Regions from separate parts of the Mus musculus genome. Here all the other regions are linked to region 1. Evidence: chromatin contacts called from public Hi-C and HiChIP or PLAC-seq data. All regions are on one chromosome and are shown on one strand. The core of a region is the stretch at or near the end of the contact, and the rest is flanking DNA. Distances in the headings are between cores, read along the strand shown. Region 1 overlaps Ikzf2 (IKAROS family zinc finger 2). Region 2 holds the start of Ikzf2 (IKAROS family zinc finger 2). Region 3 has its middle 28 kb from the start of Gm29822.

Evidence for each region. A called contact is a pair of places that touch in the nucleus more often than the background predicts. HiChIP or PLAC-seq counts read pairs in DNA pulled down with a chosen protein or histone mark.
Region 2: a contact with region 1 is called in a Hi-C map of Th1 cells, with 2.5 times the contacts expected there. The contact joins the promoter of Ikzf2 here to the enhancer-like site in region 1. A contact is called at or near these places in 5 of 39 promoter capture datasets (the HPC-7 cell line, HPC-7-derived erythroid cells, hematopoietic stem and progenitor cells and 2 more), 1 of 15 datasets of contacts at CTCF or cohesin (CD8 T cells), 15 of 484 Hi-C or Micro-C datasets (CD4 T cells, CD8 T cells, the G1E-ER4 cell line and 7 more), 10 of 115 datasets of contacts at active chromatin or transcription factors (CD8 T cells, the SCID.adh cell line, bone marrow-derived macrophages and 6 more) and 3 of 9 other capture datasets (adipose tissue, liver and pancreatic islet).
Region 3: an H3K27ac HiChIP or PLAC-seq map of thymic regulatory T cells shows a contact between it and region 1, with 6 times the contacts expected there. The contact joins two enhancer-like sites. A contact is called at or near these places in 11 of 484 Hi-C or Micro-C datasets (CD4 T cells, CD8 T cells, the G1E-ER4 cell line and 4 more) and 5 of 115 datasets of contacts at active chromatin or transcription factors (memory CD8 T cells, regulatory T cells and thymic regulatory T cells).

What each region holds. Positions count from the first base shown.
Region 1 is chr1:69,542,898-69,545,934 of GRCm38.p6, reverse strand. All of the region lies in intron 6 of Ikzf2 (IKAROS family zinc finger 2), which reads left to right. Among named protein-coding and RNA genes, the nearest start is that of Gm28497, 110 kb to the right of the region's middle. Within about 2 kb of position 1,549, at least 17 of the 459 cell types and tissues checked have an H3K27ac peak or open chromatin away from gene starts, as enhancers often do. A contact at or near this core is called in CD8 T cells, the G1E-ER4 cell line, T follicular helper cells and 3 more, where this site is marked.
Region 2 is chr1:69,684,429-69,687,676 of GRCm38.p6, reverse strand. Ikzf2 (IKAROS family zinc finger 2) reads left to right here and starts at 1,717. Exons shown (of 8, transcript NM_011770.4): 1 at 1,717-1,983.
Region 3 is chr1:69,758,480-69,761,626 of GRCm38.p6, reverse strand. No RefSeq gene overlaps it. Among named protein-coding and RNA genes, the nearest start is that of Gm29822, 28 kb to the left of the region's middle. Within about 2 kb of position 1,891, at least 61 of the 459 cell types and tissues checked have an H3K27ac peak or open chromatin away from gene starts, as enhancers often do. A contact at or near this core is called in CD8 T cells, regulatory T cells and thymic regulatory T cells, where this site is marked.

The DNA.
Region 1 (3,037 bases), core at 300-2,799:
GGAGAGGGTAAAGGAGGCAGGTATTCTCCACTTCAACCAGAAAAGACGATCAAAGACTTGCGATGGAACTTTCTGAAAATAGAGAGGCAAAAGATCACACCTTATATACCAATATTATAGTAGTGCACAATCCATGTTAGAAATAACAACATGAACAGAAGCAAGCTTTGTAGTGATGGTGTCTGTGAAGTTCTCTAGCAGACACTTAGTTGATGGGGAAGTTGAGGGAAGCTTCAATCATGCAGAGTGTGAGACCTGAGGATGAGAGGTGAGAGGTGAGAGGAAGCCTATATCTCCGACAGCTAACTGACTGTATATTCCACACATATATTCCATAGAGAAGAGTCTGAGGAGTATCAAAGATCATTAGCAAACACTTAAGTTAAATAAAGGAGTGAGAGGTGGAAGGCTGCAGCCGGGAGGCAAAACCACTGTACGCTGCTCTAGTCTGTGACTGTCATGGTTCAATCGATAAGGAGTTGCTGGGTGATAAAAGTCAGTGTCACCAATGTCGAGTAAGGTTTGATGTCTGCCCGGGGGCAGAAGATAGTATGGGCAGAGACTGGCCACATACTATGCCAATGAGAGGATGACAAGACACTATCAGGCCAAGGCAGTAGGGCAAAACACTGCAGGCACCTTCAGGAAGGAAAGTGAACTCTGTTCTTAGGATTTAAAAATTTGATGGTATATTCGGATAAAAGAAGCAGTCTTGGGAATACTTTCATGGATCTGCCTTTATGGCCTGTTTATCCATGTGGCATATGACATGAAAGCAGAAGTACACTCTTATCCTCGGTGTTCAAACTGAGTCAAAGCACAGTCTGAGTTATGGACTGCGCAAACAAGTGAAGCTATTGCCAGAAGTACATACGCCTTTGGTCTAGATGAATGTCTTATCATGTGATTGATAAAATGAAACACAAAATATCTAGAAATGAGTTTTGCATTGTAAACAGTATAGGTCCCAAAATATTGTGTTATGTTGCATCCCCATTTATAAAAGCAAAAATGTCAGATTATATGATTAAGGAAAAACATGACAGGTCTTTTCCCTATGAGCTTACAAGGCTGTTAAGCTGCCTTATAAGATGTCAGTGTTGAAAATATATATATATATACAAAAATTATAACAAGGCCAAGGCATTCCATAAATCCAAACATCCCAGTATTAGCATTCTATAATGGCTAGTGATGCACAGAAAAAATTACTGCAGATCTCTACATCTTTGATTCCCTGCCTGTAAAATGAAGAACACCTGTTTCCTGAGACACATGGAAAGTATTACATAGATTATTTAATGTAAAGCCTTGAAAAAGTACTTACTATCAAGTTTCTGTCCGTTATTATTATTGCCAGTGTGGCAGAAAGTTTGTCTTTTGGTCTGAGGAGCTGTTGTGAAGTAGAACATAGACCAAACTCAGTCATAATCATTTTCAGTTCACATGAGCTTCATTGAACTTGAGACAAGCCATCTGAGTTGAGGTGGATGTGGTGGGGGACGGTCCCCACCCAGGTTTCATTCTGACTGTTAAGAGTATGCAGATATGAAAATCCAGTGTAATACCTAAAGCAAAGTTGCCATGCTTCAGGACTACTCATCTCAGAACTGATTAGCATAGTCAATTTGGGGGGCAAACCCCATCCGCTAGTCTTGCTGCCCTTTCGGCAAATTTTTACAATTTTTTTTCCTGCCATTATTTTTCACAGGTTCACTTTGAACTTTCGTAGGTTGTTTTTTGGGGGGCTTTTTTGTAACATACTCTTAGTATATAGCCCAAGCTAACCTACAACTTATAACAATTCTCCTGCCTCAGCTTCCCAAGTGCTGCAGGTATAGGCATGACATACAATGTCCAGCGAGGAGTTATTTTAATAAGTGCTTGTGGATTTACTACTGAAAACACACATGACCATGTTGGCTATTATCTGCCTCCCACTGCCTGTTTGCTCACCATATCAACTCCACCATTTCATCCTCCTGCCTCCTGGCCTCCTTAGATGAGTTCTGGGGTTACCTTGGCATTATTTTTTAATATTTTGCTTCAAAATTATTTTGATTTTCTTCTGTTATGTTACAGTTGTGAAAAGATGATATAGAATGCCTTATATAATGCTTTGGGAGGAATTTTCCTCTCAATAATATCATAAATTGTATCAATCTAGAAAAAGGACCGTATTACTAGATCTCACCTTGATTTTTCTTTTCTAAACTGACATCCAGCTGTTAGAGAATTTCTTATTATTCAGAGCCCGAGGGTATCTTATTAAATGTAGGTCAAACATTAACTTCTTCTGGTCAAGCCACTAGATTACCCAAGCGTTTACTATTGATTTAGTTATTTTAAAAATGGCTGAATAAAGAAACGTTTTGATGAATTTTCTTATTTCAGCATCAGCAACGTGTATTGCTGTACAGGTACTCCATGTATTGGTACTTGGTAGGTTATGTTCATCACCAGCATCCCCTTGTAGGCTAGAATGCATTGGGTTTCGCACAGTAGGTCTGTCCTCAACAAACAAAAGGATCTAGGAGAATCACTTTACTGTGCTGAATAAGGAAAGAGCACCTAAGAGATGGACCCATCAGTCTTCACTATGAGAACTAATGTAAACGCCTCATCTGATCTATGTGAGATGTTGCCCTGTCCTTAGTTAAATATCCTGGATCTGGATTCTTCCTCAAAAGCATCTTTTATGAGTCACTTGTCTACTGTAGCAATGTCAACACTGAAGCCAACAGCAGTGGAGGCAGCCAGGATTCGTGAAGTCCATCAACTGAATTAGGGCAGTAGTTCAGAAGCCAAAGGGCCAGTTTGAAAATGGATTGCTTTATCCCGCTGTTCTTAGAAATAAATTACAACTTTAGAGCATCTACAGTTTACTATGCACCGATAAGTGCAGAACCAGACCTCACACATCAGGGCTCCCGGGCAGGTAGTTATGATGCCATTAAGGCTAGGACCTCATCAAGTAGCAAACCCAGCTGCAGGAAAACTCGTAGGGGAAGAGTCATCAAATATCCTGCTGCTCTTA
Region 2 (3,248 bases), core at 468-2,967, 140 kb before region 1:
GTCCCTCCCGCGCGGCCAGCGGAGAACGTGAGCAGCGGGGCGCGGGGAGAGGGGCGGAGCCGGCGCGGGGGGCGCGCGGGGCGCGGAGGAGGCGCGGAGGAGGCGCGGAGCCGCGCGGCACTTGTCCTGTAATCGATTGCCGAGCGCGCCGAACGAGCGGCCGAGCGCGCAGACACGCGCCCCCGCCCCTCCCGCCCGCGCGCTCGCCCGCTCGCTCGCTCGCTCACCCGCCCGCCCGCTCCCGGCTCTCACGGACCCGGGCGCTCGCTGACGACCCCCCCCCCAACCCCCTCCGCGCGCGCGCGGCCGCCACCGCCGCCGCCGCTGCCCGCCCTCCGCCCGCGGGCGTCTGCGCGAGCCCGGCCGGCGGGGGAGATGTGCTCGGGCTCCGCCGGATCGGTTTCTCGGGGTTTGACCAGCTGTCCCGGGCTAACCCTGCTCCTCGCTGAAGATGGAGGAAGTAAAAACAGGATTACCCTTAGCTACAGATCCACTGCCTTAGTTTCCACCACCAACTGCAGTGCACAAACACACGTTAGGCACAGGAAAGAAAGAAAGAGAGAGAGGGAGAGGACACACTAACAGTAAACACAAACAAAAGGGTGATGGGATTATTTTACTGCATGCACTGCTGAGGTAAATCTCCGCTTGGCTTTTTGCGTGGGGAAGAACAGCTCTTGTTTTATTTGTCTTCTGATTCATAGATTATCTATCAATTTGTGTATGGTTTGCAAAGGGGTTGGGGAGGGGGAGTGTTTTCAAAGTTAAGTGTAATGATATGGAATCTTGTTTAACAGTGTGGTGTGATCGAATGACTTGTTGCTGTTAACCAGGGATAATAATAATATAGACGCTTTTCTTTGGGGAGGGATGGGTTGTGGCTCTGATTAGGGAAATGATCTCTGTTAAGGACGCTCAGGGAATTTCGTTGAAGATGATGTCCTTTGCCTTAATGTATCGTCCCCTCCTTGTAATCTGCTTCTGGGATGTTAATGGACTAATCAGTTCTCATCTTTATAGCTGTCATGGATTTGGACTTGTTTTTGCTTTGTTTTAACTTGAATTCCAAGAAGAAAGATTGGATAACCTGGCATAGATTGCAGCTGTCTGGATAGAGGCTATTATACTGTTGAGATTGAAAACAAAACAAAACAAAAATAATAATAAAAATCTGGTGTGACACATGTATAACAGCAACAGTTAAATCGCTTTGACAGGTTCTGGTATGGACGAAGGAGATGGAATGAAGATTTAATTTCTTTTTCTTTTTCTTTTTTTCCTATTTTGCCAGAGGCCACAAAACAGTCCTGTGAAGTTGGCCTAGGTTCCTTGCTGGGTTCTGCCTGACTGTCCCTCCCCTCGTACCCCCCCTCCCCTTTTTCTTTCAGTTTTCTTGTCTTAGCTTTTGGTCGATTCTTAAGGAACCGGTGGATCAAGTTTTTTCTCTTCTCGTTAATCGCATTGCTGTAGCACTGACCTCTCTCTCTTTCTCTCCCTCCCTCCCTGTCTTTTTTTTTTTTTTTTTTTTTTTCCTCTTTCCTGAAAGTACGTGGTGCCATTCCTGAGTGACTTTTCCTACTAGACCATCCCAAAGGGACGAGGGGGCGGGGGCGGGGGAGGAGGAGGACGAGGAGGAGGAGAAGGAGGAGGAGGAGGAGGAGGTTGGGGGGGAGTGTTCCTTCTCTCTCATTTCTTGGTTTTGTTTATCAGCCGATCTGTTTGCTGGATTCGGTCTTGGAATGACCCACCTGTAAAGTGCTTTCCCTCCTCCTCGGCTTCAACTCTGCAGGGGGCTTTGCCTGGAGGGGGCAGGGAGGGAAGGGGGGGGGGACACAAAAAACTTCTTTCTTTCTTTCTTTCTTTCTCCGTTTCTCTTCAGCCCGACATTGTCACCTCCTCCTTGAGGGGTTAGAAGAAGCTGGGAGCTCCCGACAGAGCTGGAAATGGTGATGACTGTTTTTTAATCAGAGGACAATTTCTTTTGTATGTACATTTTGTTTCTCTTTCTCCTTTTTCTTCCTTTTTCTTCCTTTTCCTTCACTGAGGGTTTAATAACCCTTTCACTGTTGGCGCAGACTTCTTTTGCTTCTAACTGACGCTTCTTTTTAGTATGTGTGTTAAATGTGTACATTTTTAAAGAGATAGACTCATTTGTAAGCTCTCGGTAGAAACTGCTCCCCTTTAAAACTTTCCGGGTCCCTTTCTTTCAAACCTTACGTAACCTAATTGAAAGAATTTGATAAGAGTAGAGCAGGTCGGAATTTAACTGCTATGTAGTGACTGGGAATTTGATCTGATTATTCCATAAAGAAAGAAAGAAAAGTTTTTGGGGGGCGGGAGGGGGGTAGGGAGGCTGGTGGTGAAGGGGAGGGGAGGGAGAAGGGAAGTGGTTTTGGAGACAAGAAGTGAAGCTGCCTGTTTTCCAGTAAGTAATGGAGAAATTCCAGGAGCTAGGGCTAAATATACTTGGCGATCAATACAGAAATGGCTCATTGTGAATAATTTAGCTGCTGGTGCTTTGAGAGTTTTGAAACTAAAGGCAAAAAGGACCTGGGCCAAAGGGGGGAAAAATAAGTAAAAATCTTTTTCAGGACTTGTCAATTCTGTAACTTTTTCCCTCAAAGAATACAGTTAGATTATCGATCTTCTTATGATGTGAATCAAAGCTAGGGGGTGTTGTCTCATGCAATTTACTTTTGTTTCTGGGGATACAAAAGTATTTGTGTTATTGATGCATGAAAATCATTCCTCACACTTGGGGAGAGGAAAATCCTCCCCTCCCCTCGTGCACAGCCAAAAGTTTCTGACTTGTTGGAACTCCGAATGTCTCAAGTAGGCTTGGCATTGTCTCCGGCCATAGTCTGGCAGGAAATTAGGGTACGTGGAACAGGTGCTCACACAGGATTTGGGGTGGGCTAAAACGTCAGTACAAGCCAGAGTTGGCCAACTGCCGCAAAAGTCTTTGGGATACAGTCTAGTACTAAGTAGTTTTGTTTTGTTTTGTTTTCTTATGTTTTGTTTGTTCTCTGTGCCCCCCCCCCCCCCCCATTAGAACATGATGAACCAACTTGCAACAATTGTGAATAGAGCTGTCTGTATACTAGGGAAGTACTCAAACTGCAGGGCGATTGTGGGAAGTAGTGAGTGGTAAAATACTTAGATAGCAGTTACAGTTGGCAAATTGGAGATTACCCTCTCCTATTTTTTCCCCCAATAAACCGGGTAAATTTTGACGAGAGAGAGTCGTT
Region 3 (3,147 bases), core at 642-3,141, 220 kb before region 1:
GGCAGGAAAATATCTTTTAATTAGGCAACACATTCTGGCAAACACATGTGACAGTAGCATATACAAAACACAGAATTTCTGATGAATAAAACTTTCTTCTTTCTCTTTTTGGGCAGAAAGACAATAAGATCAACAGTGCACAGGTTCTAAAATTGTTCTCAACTGTAGATACGTGTCTGTGTAGAAGGAGAAGCACATGGCTCCTTTAGTTTTCCTTTCTCACTCCTTACAGTGATGATACATCCCTCTCATCCTGGTAACACTGTCTTTGATAAAGGCATACAGCAGCCTTCTGTGGTCCCTTATTTTGCTAATTTACCTCAATGCTATTTTGCTAATTACCCTGGATAAAACGTGCACTGTTTCAAGTCAAATCATGGGCTTAATGAAAGTCCCAAGTACTATAAAGAAAATGTTTTCAAAACCTAGAGTTTGTTGATAAAAATCAGCATGAGTAGGGTAAACTAGAAGTCCTGGAAGATAGAGAAATCTATTTTCCAGAATTTAAAATTCTGGAAAATCTACAGCATTTGAAATGTGTGATAGCTGTAATTATAACCAAACCCATATCCTCTCCTACATCTGTTATTCATATTAAAATCAGAACTCAAAGAGAACGTGGAAAGAAATTTCTATTGTGCATTATAAGCTTCAATTGTGAGATTATGTATTTGCGGACAGGAGCTGGTAGAATGGAGGGACACTCATATCATGAAAAACTGATGATCTCAGACAAAAGGGTCAGTTTCTTGTCTGTTCTTCGACCTTTTAAAAATAATAAACCACCTTCCTAACAAGAGTTTACTCCACAGAAGCATCTTAATATGCTGTGATGACAGATTGCTACTGCCTCAATGGGGGCTCACCCTCTTGAGGAAGAGGTGGGGGACATGAACCACGTACAGTTAACATGTCTGGCTTTAAATACAAGCACAGGTACATTTCAGAAAGTGAATATGTTAATTTTCAAATAAAATTACAAGGAGTGTCATTATAATTGGTGTGGCTGCACAGACATTGTCAGAAAGCAGGGAGGAGGAGCCGGGATCACAAATTGGAGTGTGTATGCTCTGTTAATGTGCATTTTAAATACCTGCCACAAACACAGACCTGTGAAACGGAGACGGTGTCCATTGTTTCTCATCTTTTATGATTTGTGTTCTATTTTCATATTCACTCATGCCTTACCTCCATTGCAAAAAAATAGAAATGAGACCAATTCTAGAATAAATAGAAGACTTTGGAGATGGATCAATGGGTCCTTGGCACACAAGAAAGGACTGGAGGTCAGTTCCCAACACACATGTACTAAAACATTAATAGAGGACGTGGAAAAAACGTGAACGTGCGCTTAACATGAATGCAGGGTAGAGGCCACCAGCTCGCAGGACATTCTATTTGTATTTTCAGCAGCTTGTGACTGTTGTCTTCCATGAGTTGTGCTCATGGCCTAAAGACAAGCCCTTAGTAATGGGAAACAGTAACAAAAGCATTTTTTAAAATGCCCAAATGTTTCAGGCACATAGGATAAGTCCCTGTCCTAGAATTATCTTGCAGTTTTGCCTCTGATGGCATAATTTCTAAAAGAAAGGATCAGATACCTCAGACAGAAGACTGGTCAGCATTGTTTAGAGCTGGAATGCCTCCAACTCATCATCTAAATTTGAAATTAAAAATCGCACCCTTCCAGAAGTTTTATCTTTTTACATCGGAAGCAATATTTCTTTTCTAGCGCCATCCTCATTAGCATGCGTAGGGTAGAGTCTTCACCAGTAACTGAGGCTTTGGGTATTTGGTTTCATTTTCTTGTCCGGTTCCAGACCACACAGGCAGTCTCCTGACATCTTTCAGACGCACTTCCTTCTAACCCAAAGTGAGCGAGCCTTGGTAAAGTCAGCCATAGGGAGGAGCTCCATAGCAACTGCAAAGGGGGCCTCTGCATAGACGCGCAGTTCTAGAGGAATTATGCTTGTTATTCACGGTAATGCAACGGACTCGCAGTAAAATTATCTTCTGCCGCCGGTAGGAGAAATGAGTAATTCAAAGAGCCTGAGGTTGTTTCTTAAGCTCCCCTTGTGCCAATTGAGTTGTATTATTTTGCAACCTTTGCTTCTGTCTTTTGAAAGCAAAGATTCAGAGCCTAAAGTGACACTAACCTTGGTTAGTAAAGTGATTTAAATGACTGTGGTCTTCAAACTGAAAAAATAAAAAGAAAGAGAGCTAGAATAATTTTGTCACTAAATTTTGTAATTTTCCTTTCCACACTTGAAGTAATTTTAGCCCTTTAAGAAAGCCCGCCGAGTTACTATAGAAGACATTGCCAGTACAGGCACTGCAATATCAGTCACCCTTACAGTTCATAGAAAGAAAATCAAATTCTATTTTAGTGAAGTTTTCATAACAGCCTTTTGGTAATAATGTTGAAGAATCATGATATATTTAAGAGATATTAATTCCAGTGATAGTCATTTATCTTTGATGTCAGAGACAGACAAAGGCTTGGGGAATAGAAGATTTACAATGACATATTATAGACTCACTTTCTAGATCTTAGAATTTTTTTTTTATTCTTCCTCTCAAACGACAGATAATGAAGCTTTATCAACTTCCTTTTATTAAAGCTAAAAATATACCCCTTAATAGGATCATAAACATTTAATGAAACTTACAGCTGTATTGAATCTTAAAATTAGGTGAGAATGGCCAGTAGTTCATAGAAAAGTAAATCAGCATAATTCATACAGTATAATTCATATAAGTTTACAACCCTGCTTATTTTAATTCAATACATCCCTGGGTCTGACCTCTCTCCTGACGTCCAGACTCACATTACAAACTTCCAAAATGAACCTGCTATCCAAAAGAGAGTCCATTTTCTTTCTAAGCACGTCTGAGACAGGTAGGTCAGCATAATAAGCTTAAATTTAAGAAGCTGGAAGAGGATGCTAGACACTTTCTCCATTTCTGCCTACTGTTTTCTGAGGATAATGTAAAAATTATTAATATCTCTCAGTCGTAAGTTGGAGTCCCCAGAAAGATGCGAACTCAAGTAAGTGTGGCTTACAGAAGTCCATTGCAGGACAGGGAAAGCAAGGGGACGGTGGCACAACCATCTATGAGCAACCGTAGTCGCTTTGAGGGTAACTT